Linked DNA regions of Mus musculus: region 1 is linked to region 2. Evidence: chromatin contacts called from public Hi-C data. All regions are on one chromosome and are shown on one strand. Each heading gives the region's core, a stretch centred on a gene start, on an enhancer-like site or on the middle of the called end of the contact. The rest is flanking DNA. Distances are from core to core; before and after follow the strand shown.

The links. A called contact is a pair of places that touch in the nucleus more often than the background predicts.
Region 1: a Hi-C map of cortical glia shows a contact between it and region 2, with 2.2 times the contacts expected there. The contact joins the enhancer-like site here to the promoter of Edil3 in region 2. A contact is called at or near these places in 1 of 39 promoter capture datasets (maxillary cranial neural crest), 3 of 484 Hi-C or Micro-C datasets (brain, cerebral cortex and cortical glia), 1 of 115 datasets of contacts at active chromatin or transcription factors (neural progenitor cells) and 2 of 9 other capture datasets (adipose tissue and liver).

What each region holds. Positions count from the first base shown.
Region 1 is chr13:88,896,159-88,901,778 of GRCm38.p6, reverse strand. The region is part of intron 1 of Edil3 (EGF-like repeats and discoidin I-like domains 3); the gene reads right to left. Among named protein-coding and RNA genes, the nearest start is that of Gm46433, 28 kb to the right of the region's middle. Within about 2 kb of position 1,513, at least 14 of the 459 cell types and tissues checked have an H3K27ac peak or open chromatin away from gene starts, as enhancers often do. A contact at or near this core is called in cortical glia, where this site is marked.
Region 2 is chr13:88,817,320-88,823,129 of GRCm38.p6, reverse strand. Edil3 (EGF-like repeats and discoidin I-like domains 3) reads right to left here and starts at 1,658. Exons shown (of 11, transcript NM_001037987.3): 1 at 1,082-1,658. The coding sequence starts at 1,148.

The DNA.
Region 1 (5,620 bases), core at 264-2,763, 79 kb before region 2:
GGTTCCAGAAAGCCAAACTAATTTAAGGTAACATATTTTCAAGATTTTAAGAAAGAAGTGATTTTAAAATAGAAGTTAGAATTTCCATTATTGTTAACTCAAGGTCACAAAGGTTCAATACATGAAGTACAATATAAATAGACATGGAATAGCACATTATAAACATTCACTTATATTTATAGGCCAATATTAGTACATTCAAAAACATCTTATTAACACATCCTGTATGTATGTAGAGTAGATGACTGCACACATTTTGAAGTTATAGCTACAAATTCAAGTCTTCATTCATGTTCGTTACATATCCACTGCCCAGTATCCTTGAGTGGAAGGACTCATTCATCATTCATATTGAATATATACCAAAAGAAAAAAAAATAAACATAGAATGTTGGAAGACTACAAATAAAGGCAGGGATTGGTAGTGCATGCCTTTAATCCCAGTAGTCAGGAGGCAAAGTTAGGTGGATCCCTGTGAATTCAAGGTCAGCCTGGTGTATAGAGTGAATTCTAACAAAAGCAGGGCTACACAGAAAAACTCTGTCTAAAAATCAAACAAACAAAGAACAAAATTATACAAATCAAAATATTAACAGATATGAGGTGTGCTGGTCTGTTAGCAATGGACTACTGTGCAAGAAGAATTTATTATTTATTTTAACTGTTTTTAGATGCTTTTTAAATTTTATTTAAGTTCTAGGTTAACTGTACAATGAAAAATTACTTTCACAACAGAATTCTACTAAAAAACATAATATCTTTGATAAATGATTCCATGAGCAAATATTCCTAGGCTATTTATACTTCCATAAATTTTAACCCACATAATTATTTATCAAAATTAAATTGATTTTAATAAGATTAGACAAAAACGAATGTTAAATGTCTTAGTAGAATATCTTATTGTTATTAAAACAAAATAAAAAAACTTGTGTCTAGGAATAGAGGTGTTACAATCACAATTGTTTCTTCAAAATACATGTTAAATTACTAATCCCCATAATGTCATGGCTAATTTTTTTTTTGGAGATTTTTTGTGTTTAAGTGTATTCAGATGATGTCATTATACTCGCAACCCAAGACAAGCAATGCCATCACAAGAAGATCAGGACACAGGCACACAGAAAGAAATGGGGAGAAGCCATAGATTCTGTAGGCTAAGAAACAGACTACAGAAGCAAAGAACTCTGTCAACACCTTGGTTTTGAACATCTAAAGTGAAAAATTATGAGAAATAAGTATCTATTCTCATGCACGTATTAAGTAGTACATTCTTTCCATAGCTAAGAACAAAGTATTTCAGGTCTAGTATCTGTGTTATTCATATCTGTCTATGAACAACAACAACACATATCAATAATTTAGAAAAAATGTAATCACGATATTAAAAAATTTGAGCTTGTTTTTAGCACAAAGCGTCACAAGGTATTTTGAATTATCTTGTGCTGAATAAGATGCATTGTTCTGCAAACAGAAAAGCATTTGGGTTGATAAATGCTCTTTTGTTGTGTTCCCTCAGCTGTGGGCACATGAAACAGAACAAGATACTGGCACTGCTTTGTGCCACACAGTGACGAGCATTGGATGGGAGAGGTTATAAAAGGTTTGAACACTGATAACTGAAGATAACAGGACAAATAGTCTTGTAATAATTGCATCTTTGTTGTTTAAAATTTGAAAATACTATTTCATTAAAATATTTGGCTCACAGAGTCAGTTCATTCAGATATTTTGGATTAAGAACAGCTGTGATATTTATTAAACTCAAACATCTTATAAAGTATAATAATTTTCTTAATATCCCCTACATTAATACTCTTACAATGAATGCAATTTTCAAGTTGAGGAGCTGAACTTGAAATATAGCAAAGTTAATGGACTTTGCTACAGTTCCAAAGGCAGGAAGTATTTAATCCTATTTATGTTATATTTGTATTCAAGCATAAATATCAGATATGCAAAAATACACAGGAAAAATAAACAATCTTGGTCATCATATATGTGTTGAGAATATATGTTTATAAAGTAAAACTTTAAAGGTGGAAAAAATTAAGTCTTTGTGGACATAAGTTCAGTATATAATGTGGTAAAATAAATAAGAAGCTGATTGTCATAAAGAGAACATACTATCTTCATTGACAGGTGGAAAAGTCAGGAAGAGGCACCAGGACCAGCCTTCTGCAATGGAGTTCTTTGTTTGCTTCAACCAAGAGAATGCTCACATGGATTTAGTGTTGAAAATAATTTAGTTTTGGTCTATTCATATTTGTGTGTTTGCAAATTGTCACAAAAATCTGGTAATATTTCTAGAAACACATAGCTATTTCTTTTGGATTTATTAGAAATGTAACCATATTGCATAACACATCTGCAGGTGATTAGTGAAAATATCAGAAAGATGGTCACATACTGTAAAGGAAGTCAATCTCACTGAAAAACATCATAGAGTTTCATTTAAAACTTTATATGCTATGACAGCCATAAAGAAGTCATTATTCAAATAGAAATATGGTGAAAAGTTTTAAATAGTCAGATACATATATTTAAAATTATGTATACATATACATTCAGAAAGAGAGAGACAGACAGACAGAAGGAAAGAGACAGACAGAGACAAAGACAGAAACGAGAGAGTCAGAAACAGAGAAGGATGGAGGGAGGTAACGAGGGAGGTGGAGAGAGAATTATGATTCTTTAACAACTCTGCAGGTGAGAATGAAATATTTTATTAATATGCCATTTAGAGATAAGCTATCATTTCATCATAAAATATTATTAGGTATCTTCTGAGAACTACAAAAATTAAAAATAAATTAAGGAAATTACAACAGAACATAAGACATTTAGCAACATTATTAGAGAAATAGAAAAGTCTGCCATCATAATAATGGGACATCGAAACACACCCATCAGAAAGGTTAACTAAATTATATTGTTAAGATGTTAAATATTATTCAAAATATTCAACAAAGAGCTAATGTGTAAAATAATAAAAGACAATAATGAACTTCCCCCAAATTAATAGCTAATCCTGAGAGCTATGATCAAATTCCATTGTTCAATTTCTTAAAACAGCATTAACAGTAATAATTAAGACTATGACTCTTAGTTGCAGAAAAGATATTGAGTCCCTTCCCGCCCTTGCCCTGGGATATTCATCCTCTCCTTTCATACTTGGAGCTTTAGTTGCTGATAGTCAGCCTATCTATATAAGCACCTAATTACTGCTTTATCAACATTCAATTTTAGTTGGATATTTTAGTAATTTTATGGATAAAAGTTGTATCTCAGAATAAATCAGTTCTATTTTACATTTCCCACAGGTCCTGGGAGACTGACACATATTCCAGTAATATTAAGTACATATTTTAATAAAGTGAAACTTTATCTCCAGATATACAGTACACAAGGCAATTCTTTCTCTTCTTAGAAACATAAAGTTTTTAAATTGATCACAAAAGATACAGATTGATTTTAATTCACCCAGTTTAAAAACAAACAGAAGTTCACATTACAGTTTCCCATCATGGAAACTTCATGCCAGTTTTCTTTCTCCCATCCTCACAAAGGTCACTGTCTCTATGGCTTCATGGAAGCTGCTCATTTGTATGTACCTTGAGCCAATGCCATATGTCTGCCTTCCTCTCAAATATACTAACTACTCTCTTTGTCCTTAGCCATCATCCACCTATCTGCCTTTTTTGGGGGGTGGGGAGCGAGTAAAACCATAAAGTTTGTTTGTTTGTTTATTTATATTAGGCATTTTCTTTATTTACATTTCAAATGCTATCCTGAAAGTTCCCTATACCCTCCCCCTGCCCTGCTCCCCTCCCCACCCACGCCCACTTTTTGGCCCTGGCATTCCCCTGTACTGGGGCAGATAAAGTTTGCAAGACCCAGGGGCCTCTTTTTCCGATGATGGCTGATTAGGCCATCTTCTGCTACGTATGCAGCTAGAAACACGAGCTCTGGGGGTACTGGTTAGTTCATATTGTTGTTCCATCTATAGGGTTGTAGACCCCTTCAGCTCCTTGGGTACTTTCTCTAGCTCCTCCACTGGGGGCCCTGTGTTCCATGCTATAGATGACTGTAAGCATCTACTTCTGTATTTGCCAGGCACTGACATAGCCTCACACGAGACAGCTATATCAGGGTCCTCAGACACCAAAGCCAGACACTATTGCATATGCCAGCAAGGTTTTGCTGAAAGGACCCACCTATTTGCCTTAATACTTAATACTGCTTTTCAGTGTTTAGGGTTGTAGACTACGAAAACCAGCTTTAGATCTCTCTGTGCTCTTCTGAATTCTTTCTACATGACTTCCCTTAGCTTTGTTTGCAAACTGCTTAATACCAACAATAAAATTTAATCCAGCAAGAAAGCAGTCACACTACCCAGAAAAACTCTTCTATTAGTATCTGAAAAGCCCAGTAGACCTGTGCTGAAAACGGGAGCAATGATGGACAGCTTATTTCCTAACACTCAGTCAACCAGCTTCAGACTAACTAGAAGAGGAACAGCTCTGTGATCCATTAACAGGTAGTGATGCTAGAAACATGGGCACAATTCCCTTTAAATACTAATATGCAATGGGTGAGCAAGTTGTTGGGATCTGAGATTGTGGCAAGTTTAAAAAAGATGTGCACTAAAACCAAAATAAAGAGATCCAAAGGATAACTGTGGTCTTTCATGGAACAGCAAGACATAAGCAAGTGACAGAGGAAGCCTTTATTTATTTATTTATTTATTTATTTATTTATTTATGGACTCTTGCATTGAGTGTTATACATTTACTATAACAAATACTATTTCTTGCACATGATCCTGTAATTTCGAGTATATATATGCGTACAAATACCATATGAGCATGTATGACCAATTAATGGATGTCTATTCATCCAAAATGCTGTCGATCTGAAATTCCCACTACCTAATATCCACATAGAAATTATAGCTGTTTCAAAATTCTATCATCTGCAATCTCTTAATTCAATTGATTTTTGTGACTGATTTTTGTCCCTGATATTCTAAAGAACCTAAAGTTAATCTACTTATTTGCATACTGATTAAGCCCATAATTCTTGGATTGGTAGATATATTGATCATCAGGTGCTCAGAGACTTTTGTGTAGGTGTCACTGAAAAAAATGCATTATTTTTTACTTATAGACTAGAAGTTCTCCATAGTGCTCGGTGGGTTAAAGTTAAAATGTGAATAGGCATATACCCTTTCCTTTCTTGAAGCAAAGATAAGAGGACTTTAAACACCTTTTAAAGACTAACAACTTTAAATGTGCATGAAAGGATTCTGAGACCTAGATCATCTAGGGATGTCTCATCTCAACTTTTAGAGCCTTAATTAGAGATGAGGAAAAATAGAAAGAAACCTGCACGACTCCCAGACAAAGAAGAAACTTTTTATTTTATTTATTTTTATTTGTTTATTTATTTTAAGTTGACAGGTGGTAATGCATAGTTTAATGATTTGGTACAGAATGATCTGGTTAGGTCTTCAAAAATGTAATCTTATAGCATTTCAATAAAAACAGGCAAACATTATACTTAAACCCCAAAATTGTTTAGTTTTAAATATCTTGTTTTTCTTTTTTATTAGGTATTT
Region 2 (5,810 bases), core at 409-2,908:
TCTCTACTTACTGCTATCTGTGGAGGATTCTAGTAAATCTCTCTCAGAAGGGCCTTCTGTACTCACAAACGCAGAAAGGGCACAGCCACCCAATATCTGGAAACCCCTTCTCTCTCTTTGGCTTCCTGGCTCCAATTCAGTACCCGCTGATATGCAGACAAAGGTTTCTGACCAGGTTTTATATTGACAAAGCCTAATCTCTCAAAAGGACCTGAAAGTCACCTAAACAACTCACCCGGAGACTCACTGATTTTAAAATTTTAGGTTTTGTTTTGTATGCTAGTTTCCTATTTACATGCAAACCATGAAAGGCACAGGTAGACAAATCTGAACAACTTTTTGGCTCCTGGGCCAGGGACGCATGAAGGTTGGTTTGCACATCACAGCCATCTATTACCAAGAGTTAAGGTCTTACCCAGAGGGAGTACAAAATAATGCTCAAGCCCCCTGGGGTTGGAGGAGAAGAGAGTTGTTTGAGCTGTTGTAATTGAAGTCACGCGCCCAAGAGGAGGGTTGGGGAGAAAGCTAGCGACTTAGTAGACCTCTCTCTTTCTCATTGGCAGTATGAACTCTCAATATCGGGTCCAGGTTGACAGACCCCTTAGCCCCCACCCCCACCCCCACCCCTGTCCCTGCACCAGAGCACTGCATCCAGCTTACCGCCCGGTGGTTATCCAGGCTATTCTAGCACCTACTAGATGATGGCCCAGCACACTTAGCTCTGTCAGGTCTCTATCACAACCTCACAACCCTGTCCGCTGTCATCGGCCAAGAACATTGATATTTGCTAGTCAGGGGTCGCGCAGGGAATCACTAGCAAAAAAAAAGCCTAGGAAGACAACCCCTTCACACCCCCTCAATCTTCTTATTTTCTAGATCGCACCCTCTTCCCAGGCTCAGCCTGGGGCACTCCACACGGACTTTGCTAGCACTTTGGCAGGGTATCCAGGGAGCATCGCCTCTTTCGTAGCGCTCCTCACGCCGTGCACGCACTGAGGACCCACTGTGGCCCCTTGAGCGGCATTTCCAAAGGTGCTCCCCGCCCGTCCCTCATCCAGGGACCCCTGCCCAGCCACCTCACCTTTGCCGAACTGGGGCACCCCGAGGCTGAGTCCAACCAAAAGCCAGGCTGCTACCAAGTGCTTCATGATCCCTTCTCACGGACGTGACCTGGGCTGGTCCGGGGTCGTAGCGGAGGGCACAGTAGGCGAGGCGGCCCTGCAGGACAGCAGTAAACCCCGCCCTGTCAGAGATTCAAGAGGACGTCTTTCCTCCCGCAGCGCTTCCTCAAATTCTTGGGAAGGGCGATAAAAGAGTGGTGGCCCTAGAGAAAGGGTGATTCACCCCTCACTCCAGCTTCGCCTGAGCTGGGGTGCGCGGAGGTGGGTGCGCTTGAGAGAGGCTGGGGCTGCGAGTGGGTCCTAGCAGAGGCACAGCGGGCGGAGCGCGGGCTCCTTGGGTTCCTGGCTCCCCGATTTCCGTGCGCGCACCGCAGGCGAAGCGGCCAGCAGTGACTACGGCTCACGCTGCTGCCGCGGCGGCTGCGGGGGCTTCTGACTTGGAGAACAATGAAGCGAGAGCTGGAGGGGAGCGAGCCTGAGGCCAGGAGCGCACTGTGTACAAACAGTGGCGGCGCGCGTGTGAGACTGAGCCTAGCTGGCTTTGGGCGCCCCCGGCGGCCCGCCCCCCTACCCTCCCTCTTCTTATTGCCTTCTCCAATCTCTCTCTCTCTCTCTCTCTCTCTCTCTCTCTCTCTCTCTCTCTCTCTCTCTCTCTCTCTCTCTCTCTCTCCCTCCTTCCCTCTCTCTTCCTCTCCCCCCCATTCTCTCTCTCTCCCCCAGCTTTGGAAGGTGGCTCCTTCTGCTGGAAGAGAAAGGGAGGCAGCCGCAGCCACACCCTGACTGATACCTGCCACTATCTGCTAAGTTCCACATCTTCTCCACCTAAGATGCAAACTCTAAGGTTAAGGGAATACGATAGATGTCCGAAAGTGTTGGTTCCAGGTTTGGTTTTATGGTTAAGTGTACAAAAGAGTCCACTGAACTTCAGGACTGCCAGGAAAGGAAGTTAAGAGATTTCACAAAGTGGCTCTAGGAGCCTCAAGCTTGGTGAGACCCAAGACTGCTAAAAGAAGTCTCAGTTTCTCAGGAGTCACGATTTAGTCAGGAGCCAGACAGGCAAGACAGGCTGCTGCTCTGTTGTTCTGCCTGCAAATCAGTTTGCTCAGGGCTGAAGAGAAAGGTTGTGGGCTCATCTGCTCTCAGTGGAGAAAGGGCATAAGCAAGTGGGAGGCATGTAAGCAGGACATCTGTTTCACATGAAGGAAGTCATAGAAAAACAGAGGAAAGAGCAGATTCTTGACACATCACTCAGGTGGATCAAATTTCGCTGTTCTTCACCAAAACTAAAATAAATGGGCTTATTTTGCACTGAAAGTGATTGAACTGAAAATAAAGCCTCTGGCTTACAATTGTACTTTCTCCCCTGTTTTTCAGTTAGAATGATTGCTTACTGTAGATTCAATTCCTGTGGTACCAAGTACCAAAATGAAACAGGGTTCTCTGCCCTCCCCGAGTCACCATTAGGAAGGGAGATAGGAGGATATAAACACATGCGTAGAGAAACTGAAGAAATGAAGAAAATTGTCACTCTCAGGATTAGATGCTGAAAGGAGACAACCATGAAACTTCTTTATTTCTTCCTCAAGTCCTTGGAACCTCATCTTGTACCATCTCTCTGTCTGGAGTGATATCAAGGGTGGGAGGACATGCAAACCAATTGAGAAATAAAACCAAATGAGGGCAAGAGAGAGAAGTAATGTGTAATATGGGCAAAACACCAACCACAATAAAACATGTTTCCCATGCTGAGTGAGAGGGTGACAATACATGTTTAAAAAACTAACCAGAGCTCCCAGGGATTAAACCATCAACCAAAGAATACACATGGAGGGACCCATGACTCCAGCCATATATGTGGCAGAGAAGGGCCTTGTTAGGTATCAATGCGAGGAGAAGCCCTTGGTCCTGTGAAAGCTCAATGCCCCCAGTGTAGGGGAATGCTAGAATGGTGAGGCAGGAGTTGGTGGGTGGTTGGGTGGGGGAGCCAGAAGGGCTGGGGGACCGAATATGGGGTTTTCAGGAAGGAAACTGGGAAGGGAGATAACATTTGAAATGTAAAGAAATAAAATAACAACAACAAAAAACAACCAAAAAAAAAAAAAAAAAAGGAAAAAAATTGTCTTGTCAAGGAAAGGAAGAGTCACTTCCTTGTAGTACTTTCTGTTTAAACCCAGCCCTTTTGGTTAAGGAGAGTATTGTTTAGAGTTGTAAGTCCATTCTAGTCAATTACCAATGCTGCTTCCTTGTATGTCACTTCAGTTTAACTCTGAATGTGCACTCCTGCTGTGATATGTGTTTTCCAAAGACCGTCTCCAACTTGGAAAATGACAAGTTATCTTTCAGGGATCCCTTCCAAAGGATTCTGGCAAATCCTAAAGTGCAGGACCTCAGCCTGTACTGTATGATGAGCTAGACAACAGGAGACGATAGGATAAACATTGTGTTTGCTTTATTTTATTTACAATTTCCACTTTACCAATAATATGTAATACTAAGAAGCATGTCAAAATGTTAACTTTTTGTCAAAATCTAGACTATTAGACATTTCCTTTTTACAAAAATGGGTTCCTTGTTCATTTGCTTTGCTTTTTAAATACTCCGATAGACATAAAGCCACATCAAAATACATAATCTATGTCCAAACAACTGAGGTGAGGACTATAAAGGACACTCTTTATGAAGTGTTGTATCACCTTTGAAAGGTGTTGCCAATTTTGTAGCTCTGTACAAAATTCTTATTTTCTATCCAAAGATGGTATAAAGCTTAAACACAACAGTGCCTGCCTGATATCACTTCTTCCTTCCTGCTTATTTATACTGGACATCTACAAATAAGCCTTACCATCAATTACATTTGTAGAGTTCATTTCACTGTTGGTACACTTAGACAAGGCTGTGTACATATATACAGCCCTTTCCCACATGGAATATAGAAAATGTCTGAAAAACAAAGAAAGGGTAAAAGGACAAAATGCTGCTATGAATTTTTTCCTGAACATAAAGTGCTAAGAGACCTTTACTAATCACATATGATCCACCCTATGGTTTTACAGCTTCTCCAAATCTGTGCCTAAAATACTAAAAATGATCTATATATCACATGAAAATGGCATTTCTTAAATTGTTTTCTATGGATATTCTTATCCTTAGGATGTTGAAAGGTTTCTTGGGAAAGAAAAATAATAGTATTACATGGACAAATGATTTGGGGAACACTGTATATTAATGAAGCGTCTTGGCATCCTTGAGGAATATTTGCATATTAAATTCTCTGAAGGTCCTGTGGTTAAGAAGGTTTTTGAAAAGTGGTTAATCCAGCATTTTGCAAACTTTTGTTGTTGTTGTGGTGGTGGTGGTGGTGTTGGTGTTGGTGGTGGTGGTTGTTATAGGCATTATAACAAGCTATTCTTTAACATACCTGTTAATATAATGTAGGTTTAACACTACAAGGAAAGGAACAATAAGTAGAAAGAAAACAATCAAATGAGAAAATGCAGAAAGATTATTGATTTTTGCTAGGAACTGAATATTTCTTTCCTGCTATGAACGTGGTAATTAATCTCACTTGTCAACTTGATGAAATCTAGAATCGCCACCAGAGAACTGGTACGCTGGACATGTTTGTGACAGGTTATTTTGGTTATATTGAGGTGAGAAGACTTTTCAATTGTGAGTGACATCACTCCCTAGTCTAGGATCCATGACTCTATGGATAAAAAGAGATCATGAACTGAATTATCTTTCAGCTTATGCTTCTTGCCTGTGGAAGTGGTATGACTACTTGGGTCAAACTCATCCTGCTATGAGCCCCCCCCCCCCCATCACAGTGTCATGATAACACTTTGAACTATAAGCTGAAATAAACCATTTCACCTTTTCACGCCATTTTTGTCCGGTATTTTATCACAGCAGCAGGATAAAGGAAAGTGACACATAAAATCGCTGCCTCGAAGTGGAGCCGAAGCTATGATAAACCTTAGTTATCACACGTTTCTTCAATGAGAAAGACTGTGAGGTAGAAAGACTGTAGCTTGCTAGGTAGGGGCTGAATGGAGGAAGCTTGGAAGGCAAGAATCTTGAGAAAACAATTAACAGTGGAGGCCAGGCACAATAGGCTTCATAAGGAAATACACATCCTGTCAGGAACGAGTCTAGTGATCTCTTGTATGATATTTCATGAGACTCTCACTGAAGTTGGAATTCAATAAGGAATAGTGTTTGGGCTTCATAGGTGCTAGGTGATAAGTAAAAAATTTTGAGAGAGATGGTAAACAACCAAAGGGAAAACTAAAATTGGATACACTGTAACAATAGGAAGAGGTCCCAGAAGGCAAAATTGTACCCATTAGCTCAGCAGTTCTCAACCTCCATAATGCTGCAACCCTGTAATACAGTTCTCATGTTGTGGTGCCCCCAACCAGAAAGTTATATTCATTGGGCTTCATCACTTTAACTCTTCCACTGTTACATAATATACCATAAATATCTGATTTGTAGATGGCTTTTTTTTTCAGGACTCATCGTTATTGGGTAAAAGTTTGAATTCTGAAACATATCCGAGTTGATTTTCTCTACCTCAAATATAACTTATTCACCACAAATAAAGTCAGCTAATTACTAGGCCTCAATGTTCCCATCTGTAAAGTGGAGTTAGTCACAGGACAAAACTTGTAGTGTTAAGCTGGTGTG